Linked DNA regions of Mus musculus: region 2 is linked to region 1. A link is a contact called in public Hi-C data. All regions are on one chromosome and are shown on one strand. The core of a region is the stretch at or near the end of the contact, and the rest is flanking DNA. Distances in the headings are between cores, read along the strand shown. Region 1 holds the start of Bloc1s4 (biogenesis of lysosomal organelles complex-1, subunit 4, cappuccino). Region 2 overlaps Man2b2 (mannosidase 2, alpha B2).

What was found. A called contact is a pair of places that touch in the nucleus more often than the background predicts.
Region 2: a Hi-C map of differentiating embryonic stem cells shows a contact between it and region 1, with 4 times the contacts expected there. The contact joins the enhancer-like site here to the promoter of Bloc1s4 in region 1. A contact is called at or near these places in 6 of 39 promoter capture datasets (the 3T3-L1 cell line, 3T3-L1-derived adipocytes, cranial neural crest and 2 more), 3 of 15 datasets of contacts at CTCF or cohesin (embryonic stem cells and stem cell-derived epiblast-like cells), 61 of 484 Hi-C or Micro-C datasets (2-cell embryo, 8-cell embryo, the AML12 cell line and 29 more), 10 of 115 datasets of contacts at active chromatin or transcription factors (the 230-238 cell line, a beta-TC-6 cell line, bone marrow-derived dendritic cells and 3 more) and 3 of 9 other capture datasets (adipose tissue, liver and pancreatic islet).

The regions. Positions count from the first base shown.
Region 1 is chr5:36,744,892-36,751,559 of GRCm38.p6, forward strand. It overlaps Bloc1s4 (biogenesis of lysosomal organelles complex-1, subunit 4, cappuccino), which reads right to left and starts at 3,788. Exons shown (of 1, transcript NM_133724.3): 1 at 2,483-3,788. The coding sequence starts at 3,754. The coding sequence ends at 3,107.
Region 2 is chr5:36,806,465-36,813,143 of GRCm38.p6, forward strand. It overlaps Man2b2 (mannosidase 2, alpha B2), which reads right to left. Exons shown (of 19, transcript NM_008550.2): 15 at 6,483-6,679; 16 at 3,828-3,944; 17 at 2,540-2,652; 18 at 1,322-1,439; 19 at 349-746. The coding sequence ends at 652. Among named protein-coding and RNA genes, the nearest start is that of Mrfap1, 13 kb to the left of the region's middle. Within about 2 kb of position 5,122, at least 30 of the 459 cell types and tissues checked have an H3K27ac peak or open chromatin away from gene starts, as enhancers often do. A contact at or near this core is called in ECoMG myeloid progenitors, bone marrow, differentiating embryonic stem cells and 1 more, where this site is marked.

The DNA.
Region 1 (6,668 bases), core at 2,538-5,037:
TTCAGGAGTACTGACTGCTCCCTATCAGGTGCACACAAGACACTAGGAACAGTTTGAGATTGACTCCTGAAAGTTCTGGCATGGGAAACAGTCACAGACTGCTTGCTGGCACCTCAGTGGCCAGCATTTCATACATATAAGTCCAGTCAGGGTTGCCAGAGGCTGATATCAGCTGAGAAACATCCTATACCCTGCTAATCTTAGCAGGCATGCTTTTGCACGCAAAATAGACTGATCCAAGGGTGACTGGTGGGGTGCCCATCCCTTGTTTTGCCAGTCACATCCATTTATATGAAGTGGGCTGCTCCAGACCCAAGCAGCAGAGATGGCCTGTATTTAGTCATTTTATGTGCATGAGTGTTTTATTTCTTTTCATCATCCTGGTGCCCTCGGAACTGGAATTACAAGTGATTGTGAGCCTCGACAGGGTTGCTGGGAATTGAACTGGTGTCCTCTAGAAAGAGCAGCCAGTGTTCTTAATCACAGAGCCATCTCTCCAGCCCCAGGCCTGTATTTAATGAATGGGCCAGGTAGCCTTTTTCTAGGTGGTATTAACTTGGCAAGAGGCAGAAGACACAGTTTTCAAAGATCCAGAGTTGGAAGGGGGAGCCAAGAGGCCTGAAGGTGGCCTTGCTAAGCAGTTACAGGAGCACCTACATTCCTTGTTTTTACAGACAGGACCATACTCCCAGTCTACCCAGTTTGCAGCTCAGATTGGCTCCAAACTGGAGATGCTGCTGCCTATTCCTCCTGAACGCTGGGGTGACAGGGAGGGAAGACTCACATATGACTACAACTTTCATCTTTGAGGTCAACAAAGAACTTTCATCTAATGTCCGGTACTGTGGGAGCCAGCAACTGTCCACATTAAGGCCACAAATCTACTTAGAAACTCCAGAGGCACCCACTAACTGGGATGCCAGCTGCCAGGACGTTTTAGAAACAAGGTTCACATGTTATCATCTGGACCAGGACTTCTCCATGTATTCTCTGAAGGTTTTATGATTAGCTTTAAAATACTGAGACCCTCTCTAAGGCTTACCACCTTCTCCTCAGCCTTGCTTATGATTTTCTAAGTAAATATATAAATAACATAATCGATGTGTACTTCATAGCACTTTTATGTTGTTTTATTGTACAGATACTAAATCTAAGATTTAAAAGTTTCATAATTCTGCCTTAAGCGTGCTTAAAAACTTTTTGTACAGATATGTAAACAACTTTTTGTTGATGTTTTTCAAGACAAGGTTTCTCTGTGTATTCCTGGCTGTTCTGGAACTTGCTCTGTGGACCAGGCTGGCCTCAAACTCAGATCTGCCTACCTTTGCCTCCCGAGTCCTGGTATTAAAGGCGTGTTTCTACTGCCTGGAGTGAACAACCTTTTAAGAAAAGAGTTGTAGCTAACAGACACTGTGAGTGCTCACAAAACTGAAGTGGGCTAGCTGGGCAATGGTGGTGCATGCCTTTAACTCCAGCACTTGGGAGACAGACACAGGAAGGTCTCTGAGTTGGAGCCTAGCCTGGTCCAAGAGGACAGCTGGGACTACACAGAAAAACCCTGTCTTCAAAACCAAGTGGGAACAGACCATGCTCTTAACTGCTGAGCCATCTCTCTAAAACCTTACGAAAGCAATCTTTTTTTTGGTGTTTTTTGAGACAGGGTGCTACTCTTTAGCACAGGCTGTCCTGGAACTCTATTTTCACATTCATTGACTGTCATAAAAATATATTAATAATTTCTAGTAGCACCCACTAGATTCTGAACAGTAAATGTAGGTCACTTGTCCCCTCAGCTTTTAAACCTGTTTCTTGATGTGAACTACAAATCAAATGAAAAAAAATATGTCACCATACAACACAGAAGGCCCATGAAAAGCAAAAGGAGATAATACTATCACATTTATTTACTGAGGGTTGTAACCCTGGCTCTCCTAGAACTCACTATGTAGACCAGTCTGGCCTCAAACTAAGAGATCCACCTGCCTTTGCCTTCTGTGTACTGGGATTAAAGGCGTGCACCACCATACCTGGCTAAGTCATCTATTTACTGATATATGGTCTTCTTAACTACCCAGGCTGACCTGGAGCTTACTCTACAGCCCAGGTTATCCTGCTACTCTGATCTTCCTGCCTCCGACTCCTGAGTGCTGGGATTGCAAATGTGTGCTATCACATCTGGTTCCATTACCGACTTTACCCTGACAGACAGCAAGAGACTCAGCTGAGTACTACCTGGGAGAACCAACTTAGGAAATAGTAGTTTGTTGGTAAGGGACCCGTGTGCCCCAAAGTGAAAGAACAAAACCCTTCTGCTCAACGAGACTCGGGGGAAGAACCGCAGAACTGTGAGAAGAGCAGCGAGGTTGGCTCTTCACACAAACCTTCCAAAGAAGGAAGTTGCCTTTTCTTACCCCACTACTAAAAACATGAACGACAGGCTCATTTCCAAACAAACTATGGTAAATAATCTCCAGAAGGAAATCTCTGCCAAAGAAATTTAACATTTTAATTGATGTGCTATAAATAGAACACTGACAACCATACATTAATATTCTTGCTTTGATAAACTAAGCTTCCAGTCAAACTGTCAAATACAACTTCAGGACTCCCTGCAACAAAACGCCCAGTTTGCTATCTTAAGAAACTGTCTTCTTTCCTTTGGCTTACAGTCTACACCATAGAAAATTGAATATAATACAAAACAATTTACTATCTATCCCAGAAGGCTACAGAAAACTGAACCACTGTTAGGATTTAATAATACAGCTTTAATTTCTTGGGCACTTTTGATCATATAAATATATAAATCTTAACAAGGAAACACTGTTCACTGTAATAAAGGCCATAAAAATAACAGCTCTGCCGTATTGCACCGATAAATTAATTCAGTTGGCTTCCCCAGGTCCCCACCAAAGAGCTTTCGAATCCGAACTGGAAGACATAGAGACCTACACTCTTGGCATCGAATACTGACGATGTCAAGTCGTTTGCAGAAAATAAACTTTAACCTTTCACATCCCGGCATCACATACGCCAGTTCACAGGATTTCTTAACACTTGGGACAAGAGTCTCGCTGGAGTCCTCATGCGGTGGAGGCGCACACGCTCAGAGCTGCGGTCTGTCACCGCAGCCAGGGAAGTGGTCCTCGGTCCGAAACAGGACTGGCGGCTCGTACGCCGCGCGCTGGGGCCCGCTGGGCGCCGACCTGAAGAGAGCGGGGACGCTGATGGTATGCAGCAGCCTCCGGAAGGCCCGCGGGAAGGTCCCCAGCTCGGCTTCGGCCTTGGCGACCTGCTCCTCCATCCTGGCCACGCTGCTCCCGATCATCCGCACGAAGGCCTCCAGCTTGTCGATCCGGCCGTAGATGCGCCTCATCTCGGCCGCCTTAGCGTGGATCCGGGGCACGCCCTCGCCCACCACATGCGACGAGTCCCCGCGGATCATGTCCAGCATGCCCACGAACTCGTCCACCTTGGCCAGCAGCTCCTCCAGGCTGGCGTCCAGCGCCTCCACCTCTGGCCTCGGTCCCGCGCTGGGCAGCAGGCTGGAGGCGTAGCCCGAGGCGGCGCGGCGCAGCAGCGGCAGGTCGCGGCCCGGCGCGTCCTCGGGGCCGTCATCGTCCCACGGCCCGGACGCGCTGCTGTGGCTCTGCGAGACGTGGCCGCTGTCCCCGCTCCACGCGGCGCCCAACGGCTCGGCCTCCTCGGTAGAGACCTCTCGAGACAGGGTTCCGACGGCGGGTCCTTCCTCCATGGCCCGCTCGGCCGCTTCCGGTGCTGAGCGATTGCGTTACGGTCTGAGATGCCTGCTTCCGGCGCCTCCTAAAGACGTCACGCCCCTAACAAGTAGCCAAGCCTACTATCCACATGCCCAGAGAGCCCGCAGTGCTTCTGGCTGGCTTGTCGGTGCGTTCGTAGTGTGTGCCAGCAGAGTTTGCACAAGTTAGTAATCCAAAGAGGGTGACAGACGATTAGAGGATAGATAGAAAGATGGGTAGATGGCAGATAGATAATAGATGACAAATAGATTAGACCAGTGGCACAGGCCTTTGGTAGCAACACTCAGGAGTCAGAGGCAGACAAATCTCTTAAATTCAAGGCCAGCCTGGCCAGTTTCACGCCACCAAGGGTCCTGTAGTGAGGCTCTGTCTCAGACAGACAGACAGATCAATAGATAATGGAATGATAGGTAGATTGGTGGTAAATTGACAAATGATAGTGTCAGAGAAATACATTGAAGCAGAGCTGAGGCTGTCCATACCGTCACAGCAGGTTACCTCTGTTGCTCCACCTGCCCTGTAGCCAGCCAAGGCTAAATCTCCGTAGATGGAAGGATATTCCAAAGCCCTGTCTAGGAACTGGGGGACTCCAGGTGTTTGAGCTCAAGAATAATACAAAGAACTTCTCATTTTTATTATTAAAGGAAGCAAAATATGAGGTGACATTTATGATTAGTTTTAGCAAATACAAGTACAGAAAATATACCTGGTGTTATCATCTTTGGTCTTGTGAAAAGAGCCAAGAATATCCCTCCTATTTGTCTTTCCCACAGAGATAACGGGGACATGCCAGGGCATTTCCTGCACGTCCTTGCGTATCCTCTTATCACAGTTTATGTAATTCTTTCTAGAAGGCCACCTTGTGGGAAGAACATCCCACACAATGGCCTATCCGTAGTTCACAGTAAGTTCACAGCTCTCTTAGACTTGTTCCCACATCTATCCACTGTGTAGTACCCACCAGCACCCATGTGAGGCTCCAGCCTGCCTCTTTTCCCTTACCAGCGATAGCAAAATAAACTGTAAGCAAAAGCAAGAACAGTGGAACACAAAAGTCAACCTAACGAGTGGTCATCTCAGCCTCCTCACAAAAGAAGTACTCTCACCCAAGCATGGATTCCATCACAATGCTACCAGAAAAACAAACAAACAAACACAAAAACAAGGTAGGAATAAATTCTTAATATTCATAGAAACATCCAAGGTGGCGTCTCTGAGACCCATGCAGTCTGGCAGGTCCTTGGGAAACTTAGGGCCTTATTCTTCAACATTGTCAAGTGAAGACAGGCATAAAGTAGAGATGCCCTTGTCTTGATGGGATTTGTAGTGGGTATTTTGTCCAAATGGCCTGGACCCCATTGTCAGGAGACGTAAACCAGATCCCCAATAGGGAACAGTTAGGAAAAGTGTTGGCTGTTTACTATTGACATACTCATACACAGGCAGGTACCCACACGCATCCTGCAAAAGACTGGGTGGTTGGAGTTTTGTTAGGTGTTAAACACATCCTCTCTCTGGGTAGAGCTCACATGACCTCTTTTCCCACTGGGAATTAGGAATTAGAGAAGAAAAACAACTTTGAGCAACAAAATAGAGAAAGCTACAAGCTGCTTCAGTTCTCCATCATGTCAGTCCATCTGGGTCAGCTGACTGGAGTCTATCGCTGTGAACCTGAAACACATCGCGGGGAGAACTTGCCACGGAGACAAAGAATATCAGCCTTTCATAGCCCAGGATTAAAAAATAATAATAAAGAAAAAAATACTAACTGCTCTTAAAAATGCTACTTCCATTCCAGGGTTGGAGAGATGGCACTGGCTCCTGAGTTCAATTCCCAGAAACCACTTGGTGACTCACAACCATCAGTAATGGGATCTAATGCCCTCTTCTGGCATGCAAGTGTAACTGCAGATAGAGTACACTTTTTTTTTTTTTTTTTTTTTTTTTAAAGGCTGCTACTTCCTTAAGCCACTGTCCTTGAGTGGCATACTTGCCTTTTAGAAACACCTGGAAAGGCTTAGTAGCCTTTCCTTAGCGTCTTTCTGGTTTATTCTTGCCTATTTCTCTTTGCTACATTCACACTCTCCTCTGTTCTGCTGTGTGGTCTAGATTTTCTTCTATTTCCCAACACACCATGCTTAGGCAGGCACACCTCGGGTGACTGTCCTATTAGAACCAACATTTTTGTTCCATTGAGTGGTTTGATAATCTTCCTTATGGTGTCTGCATGGTGACCTTGATATGAAGATAGATCTCCAATGCATTTGGGTCTTCAAAGATAACTTCCATTAGAGGAAGTTGTTTCAGATATTCTCCGTGCTCTGCTATGTTTTGAAGGCTGTGTATTTTGCGTTCATCTGTGTAACCTGATCATCTTCTGGCACCTTTCAGCCTGTGAAGAAAATGATGAGGTCACACAGATGACAGCAAAATACATGGTAATGTTTCTCTATTCAAAATGGTAATGAAGCTTGGAGAGGGAGCAACAGTATCTTACTGTCATGAAGTCCTCACTGTCAGAGGGGCTTTAGACAAAAACATTATGGATGGTGGACAGAGATGGGGGAGAAAGTGGGGGAGACAGTATCAGGACCCAGGCAGTAAATCTGACAGGCATTCAAGGTCCAAACCGAGCACTCGCTGAGTGTTCATTTGCCTTTGACTTAAAAGACTTCTGTTGAAAGCTAAATTTTGACTGGGAGGTGGTGGCATGTGTCTTTAATTCCCACACTTGGGAGGCAGAGGTGGAGTTCCAGGACAGTCAAGGCTACACAGAGAAACTCTGTTTCAAAAAACAACAAACAAACAACAATAACAAAAAGACATTCTTCGTTGAGTCCTCAAGGTCAAGCAGAGTGAACTTCAAACAGTTTGTGAGATTCCCAGTAA
Region 2 (6,679 bases), core at 3,872-6,371, 63 kb after region 1:
TAATATCATGCCTTGTACTCTGTGTCTAAGCAGAGCAGGTTAACCCACTCTGTCAGCGAGTACTGTATCCAATGTCTTTGCTACACAGAAAATCGGAGGCCAGATTGGTTTTTTTTTCTCTATAAAACAGAGTTAGTGAAGTGTATTCTTGGTCATTAAAATATCCTCACAATGGGGGTTTGGATTGGTAAGTGTGTGGGAGGCATGACAGACACACAATGTACATCTTAGGTACATACTGTGGCATGCCGTGGCCACACATGGGACCTGAAGGTCTGCTGTGAGCCATTTAGTCTGTGCAACCTTCTTCTTGCTGGCTTTGAATTTTCTATAATTCATTCACATTAACTTTTGAAAAATAAAGGCTCTTTTTAACAATTGAGAGTGGGTAGGAGGGAGGGGAGGGAGGGAGGGGTTACTCAGGTGAAAAGAGAGGTCTGGCTTGAACATGGGAAGAAAGAGCCCAGACCTTAATTTTTATTAAAAAAAAAAAAAATAATAAGAGCTATCCCTCTCCCCCATGGCCACTTTCTGCCACACAGCTGTCTGATGCGCAGCTTGTTCCTCCCTCTGGGTCTGAAGTCGTTGTTTTTTTGGGGGTGGGGTGGGTGGGGTTTCCAGTTCCATGTCCCTGGGGCCAATGCATTGATGTCACTGCTGGAATTTAATGAAGAAGGTCCGGATTTCCTTAGGGTACACGGTGATGATGGAGCCTCCTGGTGGCCTTGGTGGAGAGGTGGGGTGGCCTGGGGATGACAAAGGAATTCTGTCTGCTTGGTTCTTCCTCCTGGACTCCCTTCAGAGCCCCACAGCTTCCTACAGTCTGCTGTGGCTCCCTCTTGGGGACGGCCTTTGGCTGTCCTCTCCTGCTAGGACTCCCGCTGAAGTGGATCTTATCATTTAGCTTCCCCTGTGGCTACCCTGAAGGGCGGGGATTTCCCTGTGGGGGCTGCCCTAAGCACCTAAGGACTGAGTGGGACCATCCAAAACCAACCTACCCTGACCTCACTAGCTCTATTCAAGTCCTGCTGGGGCTGTGAGCTCCAGCCTTGGCAGGGAGTGTCTTTATCAGCCTGTTCCCTCCTTGTATGGCTGAAATACTCTCTCACACAGACACACAGATGTACACACACACACACACACACACACACCTTTGTGGAGCCCTGGCAGGAGGGTTATTGACCCACAGCTGTTTTAACCTAATCTGGTAATCAACAATGGTTGTAGATTCAGAGAGGGGAAGTAGCCACATGAGGCCACCCAGCACAGGACGGGTCTGTGTTGTTCCCCAGCCTGGCAGGGATAGCTAGGACCCCCAAACCTTTCAGGTGGTCAGTCTTTGTGCTCCAGTGCCAGCGCTGCAGCATCTGCACATCCCAGGTCCCTGTGAGTGAGCGTTCCTCCACAGCCACTACAGACCCTAGTCCTCGAAGTACAACCTGTAGGGGCAGCAGCAAAGGGAGGGGAGGTCTCTGCTGATGCCCCAGATCCGGGAGGGAAGACCATTTAACCAGAACAGAAGGGTGGCAGCCCACTTTGGCGTGGGTCCTGGGTCTCTGCCTCAGCGCCTCTCACACCTGGCTCATCTCATCTGCAAGGGCAGATGCCAACCTGTTACAAGTAAGGAAACTAAGACTTGGGGTGTGTGCCTCCCATGATGGCCTGCTGGATGAGCAAGCCCCCCATGGGGGGGGGGGCAGGCCCCAAGATGGGGAGAAGCCTGGAAGCTTGAGAGATGGCAGGTACCATACCCACAGCATTTCCCCAGAGCCTCGCTGTCACCTTTTGAGCCAAGAACTTATACCTCCCTAGCTTAGCAGGTAGGGAGGCTGAGCCTCAGGGGACTGAGGGAACCTGGCACCACTCGTGTACCTGGACACGGACTTAGATTCTCTGGCTCTAAGTCACCTTTCCCACAAAGTCCAGGGAGAACTGGCATTCAAAGAGAGAACAGGTTTTCTGGTGACACAGATGACTGTCCCTGTTGTTTGAAAGGCTTTGCAGTGCACCAAGGAGGTGGTGGCTCAGCTGGTAAAGTGCCTGTCCCGTGTGTCACCACAGTGTTGGGGACAAGGGGCAGAGACGGGGGTTCTCTAAAGCTTGGTGGTTGGCCTAGCCACCCAGGGAGCTCCAGGTTCAATGGGAGACCCTGTCTCAAAAAAGAAAGATAGAGAAATGACAGAGAGGGTGGCACCCTGACAATGTGTTCTGGTCTCATGTGCACATGTGTGTGTGCAGCATGTGCACCTGCGTGCACGTGTCTACACAGCCATACAAACACACATGGGTGCCACAGGCCCTCCCCCAGACCCATCTCTTGGTACAAAATTAAACAAGAAAAAACTGTATGTAGTCTGTGTTGCTGATGGGGAAATGTGCACCCTGAAGGGAGGGATATGTTGGGAATCCAGCATGCCTCATCTGTAAACATGCCCAGTGGTCCCCTGACTAAGGGGTAGCTCAGGACAGGACTTCAGGCAGGGTTGCTTCCCCTTGGTAGAGCATTCTTGGAGGGGTGGGGTAAGCATGGGCTGTTAACCTTGAGATCCACTGTCGCAGGCCGAGACAGTACTGGGTCCTCCCCTGCTTCATACAGGTGGCGCAGGCGCAGCAGCACCCTTTGCAGGTTGGCCTGTGGCTTCTCCGGGTGGCCTGTGGGTGTGGACACGGCAGTGAGGACCTCCATTGATCAAGCTCAAGGCTTTACACTTGGGACTTTATTCCGTATCTCAGCCTTCCTTCAGGATAGCCCCATGGCCCACAGCTGAATGACCTGCAGCTGTCACTCAGAGGAACAGTCATCTGTCCACAGTCACATGGCTCACGTGCAGCAGAGGCAGGATCCAGAGAGGGCTGTGCCAACACTGGACCTCTCGCATGCCACAGGGCCAGACGCCAGGGCCCTCAGATCCTCCAGCCTGTTCCTCCCTGCCAGCTCCAGAGTTGGGTGTGGTCATGAGCTGCCATGGTCATGTGCCTCAACACCAAGTGGGCACAGAGGCGTGCTGCTTCCCGGCAGGTGGCATGTCCCCCATGCCTGCTTCCCTCCTCATTGTTCTGTCTAATGGGCCCAGAAACCAGGTACCTCGACACCCTGACAAGGGGCATCTGCTGAGAGAACTAAGGAAACCCCTGACACCCAGGCTGTCCCAACCCCGACATGAGGGTGAGTGGAGGTATAGTACTTGGGGCTGCAGGAGGACTGTCTGAAAGGAGCATATGGTGCCCCATCTTGATTGACAGCTTGATTGGATGGAGAGAGAGACCCCTAGGAGATTGACACAGCACTTTCTCAGTGTCCTCCAAGGGGATCAGCCTAGGTGGGAAGACCTATCAGGAATGTCGCCATCTTCTCATGGAGGCCCAAGTGGAAAACAAGAGGAAAGGAGGAAGGCAGGGAATGTAGACTTTGTCTGTCTGTCTGTCTGTCTCTGCTTACATCATGAACTGAGCTACTGATCTTCCACGTGGCCCCTGCCATGATGGGCTGTACCCTCCATGTCTGTGGGCTGGATCAGCTCTGTGCACCGGCCCTGGCTGCTTGCATTCATTTCCCCAGGTGCTTTGTCGCGAGAGGAAAGGCTGACTGACACAGATCCTAACACAGGGCAGCCTGAGGACACTGTCTGGGGACCGTGTGGGCTCCATCTGCAGAGGGGTGTGGCTGGGAGCCAGATGCTGGGACCACCCTGTCCCAGCTCACTGACTTGACTGCAGGCCTTGGCCTCCTAGATGACAGATGAGGGGACAGGGGACCTGGCAAAGCTGTGAGGACTTCCTGGGGAAGAGAAGAGAGTGGGGAGAGTCACCCTGGTCGGCTGCCTCACCTCTCTGAAGGTTCCTCAGGTGCTGGGCATGGCTCCTGCTGTACGTCCAGCCAGGTACGCTGAGGATCTGCAGATGCAGGTTTGGGGGCAGTGTCACAGGCCAGGGATTGTGGGGTCCTGGAAGGCAGACAGTGAAAAGGGGCTTTGGGACCAACTGCTTTAGGAATTCAGCTTTCCACACAGGGCCTGTGCCCCTTCTAGCCATCTCCCAGTCAACCATGCGCAACCCATAGCACAATGGGTGTGAGGTTCACACCTCAGGCCCCCCATCCTACCCTTGCCCCACACCCACAGGCCTTTCCTGCCCCCAAGCTGCTCTCGACACATCCAGTCGCTGCTACACAGCTTAAGCTATGGAGGGACTTGAACCTGTCACCTGGTCAGTTCAGACCACAGACGAGGAGACTAAGGTGCTGCCTCACACTCTCTAGCAAGCCTTCTCCTTTCTTCACCATCCCAGGGGCCCTCTGACCCCTCCCTCCACCTGACTTGCAACAGGCGCTGCCACCTTTGCATCATACTCCAGTCACACGGACTGGCCTAGGCATGGGTCACCTGACTCAGATGGAACCAATAGGGCCTGTCCCCAGGACTGCTTCAGTCAGGTCTACAAAGTTGGAGTCCCAGCTCCTTTTGCACAGTGTGAGGTTTGGCTCTCCTGTTTCCCATGTGATAAAAGCCTTGCCCCCATCCTCTGGGCTATTTGAGGGGGTGAGGCCTAGGGGAGGAAGTTAGGTCACCAGGCTGTGCCCTTGTGAAGGTCACTGGGACTCTAGCCCCTTCCTCTCCCTCCACCAAAAAGCAACAGGGACAAGTGGCCACAGATTAAGTCCATGAAACTGTGGGCCAAGTTAAATCCCTTACTTTTAGGTTGATGATCTCAGGTGTTCTGCGACAGAGACAGGCAGCTGATTCACACGGTGGGAGACAAGTGTTCTCTGAGAGTAGCCAAGGAGGTATAGGTATATAGTCCCGTCTCGTGGGGGAGGGGGAAGGGGAGGGGGAGGAAGGCAGACAGCTCAGGTAAGATGAGGGGTTGGCTTATGGAGGTTCTAGGTCTTGAGCTCAATTATGATTCTGAAATATTTGGACCTCAGAGCATGACTTTCAGCTGCTCAAGGAGGAGAGAGAGGAAGAGAGGGAAGGAGGGAGGGAAGGAGAAAGAGAGAGAGAGAGAGAGAGAGAAGGAGAAAGAGAGAGAGGGAGAGGGAGAGGGAGAGGGAGAGGGAGAGGGAGAGGGAAAGAGTTCTCAGACATACTGAATCTTTGCCTGCAGTAAAGATGCTAGCCACTAGGGGGAGCACATACCCCACATGGCCGTCTGCAGTGTGCAGCGTGAGGTCAGAGTGTAAGAACTGCCAGGAATACCTGCTCCCTCCCTAGACACCCACAGCCATCCTGCCCTCTCATTCAGCCCCTCCTTACTCTATTTCCCTCCCCCTTTCTTTCTCTCTTTTTAAGATGGGGTCACACTGCTCAGACTAAGCTGGCCTCGAACACACAGCAATGCTCTCCAAATGTTGCGATCCCAGGCATGGCTTGCCATGCCTGGCTTTGGCTCTTACTTAATGGATTCCCCAGGCTCTGCTCAACCAGAGGTTCCAGTTCTGCATCTGGTCCTTGCTAACCCCAGGGGTATGTGTGGGGTGTCTCATGCTCCCCCAAACATAAGGTGGCAGGCCCTTGGCAGTATGTTCCCATCAAACATTCTCGGAATGACCATGTCCCCCACCCATTCTCAGTCACCCTGACAACTGCAGGACAAAGGCTGCACCTTAGACACTACACGTGGCAAGAGTTTAAGAGGCAGTCCCTGCAGGGGTGAGTGACAGCCACCTGCCTTCTAATACCGGGGAGGGAGGGCTCTGGTTGAAAAACCAAACATTCTAACGCGAACCTCTGCCAGTGAGTAGGGAGACAGCACAGTTGGAGGTGTGAGGATGGAAGCACATTCTCTCTGGGCCTCATTGTGCAGAGGCTGCACTGCTGAACCCTTTAAAAACGCAGCATGGGGCTGGAGAGATGGCTCAGCAGTTAAGAGCACTGACTGCTCTTCCGAAGGTTCTGAGTTCAAATCCCAGCAACCACATGGTGGCTTACAACCATCCTTAATGACATCTGACTCCCTCTCCTGGTGTGTCTGAAGACAGCTACAGTGTACTTACATATAAAATAAATAATAAATAAAATCTTAAAAAAAAAAAACCAAAACGCAGCATGCCAGGACCTCAGATACGACACAGAGCCATGAGGCTGTCACAGAAGGCCTGGGGGAGGCACAGCACGAACACTGACTTTAGATCATGGCTAGGTAGGTTCTGCAGGGGTCTAACCTGTGGCCCAGGACAGCTACAGATGCAGCCATTGTAAGGTCATAGGTGGTGTGCTTCTGACACCTGAAGTTCTAGGGTGTTGCAGGATCATGTTAAGGAAGGAAAAGACACAGCAAGGAAGGAGATGGAGAAGACTGAGGGGAGAGAGAGGAGGGGTAGGGGACAGGCGTGAGTCTGTTTGTAACGACTAGCAGAGTAAGCTTGAGGGAGCCACAGACAGCACTCAGACTCTACGTCCCCTTCCTGCTCCGAAGCTGGGCAGAATCCTGAGGCAGGAGCCACTACTCCTGGTGGGCGCATCCTAGGCAATGGTGATGCTCACCGTGAACGGGCGTTTCTTCGTCAGCCAGTTCTTTTAACAACACAACGGGCCCGTGCTGCAGAGCCACCCCACTCCTTGGGTGCAGGGCCGTCATGGTGGACTTGGGCCCCAGCATGAGCCAGAGCACCGGGTGGACAATGGAGGTGTCGTTCAGCGTGAGGTTGTACTTCAGGTCCCAGGCCAGGTTGTTCCACAGC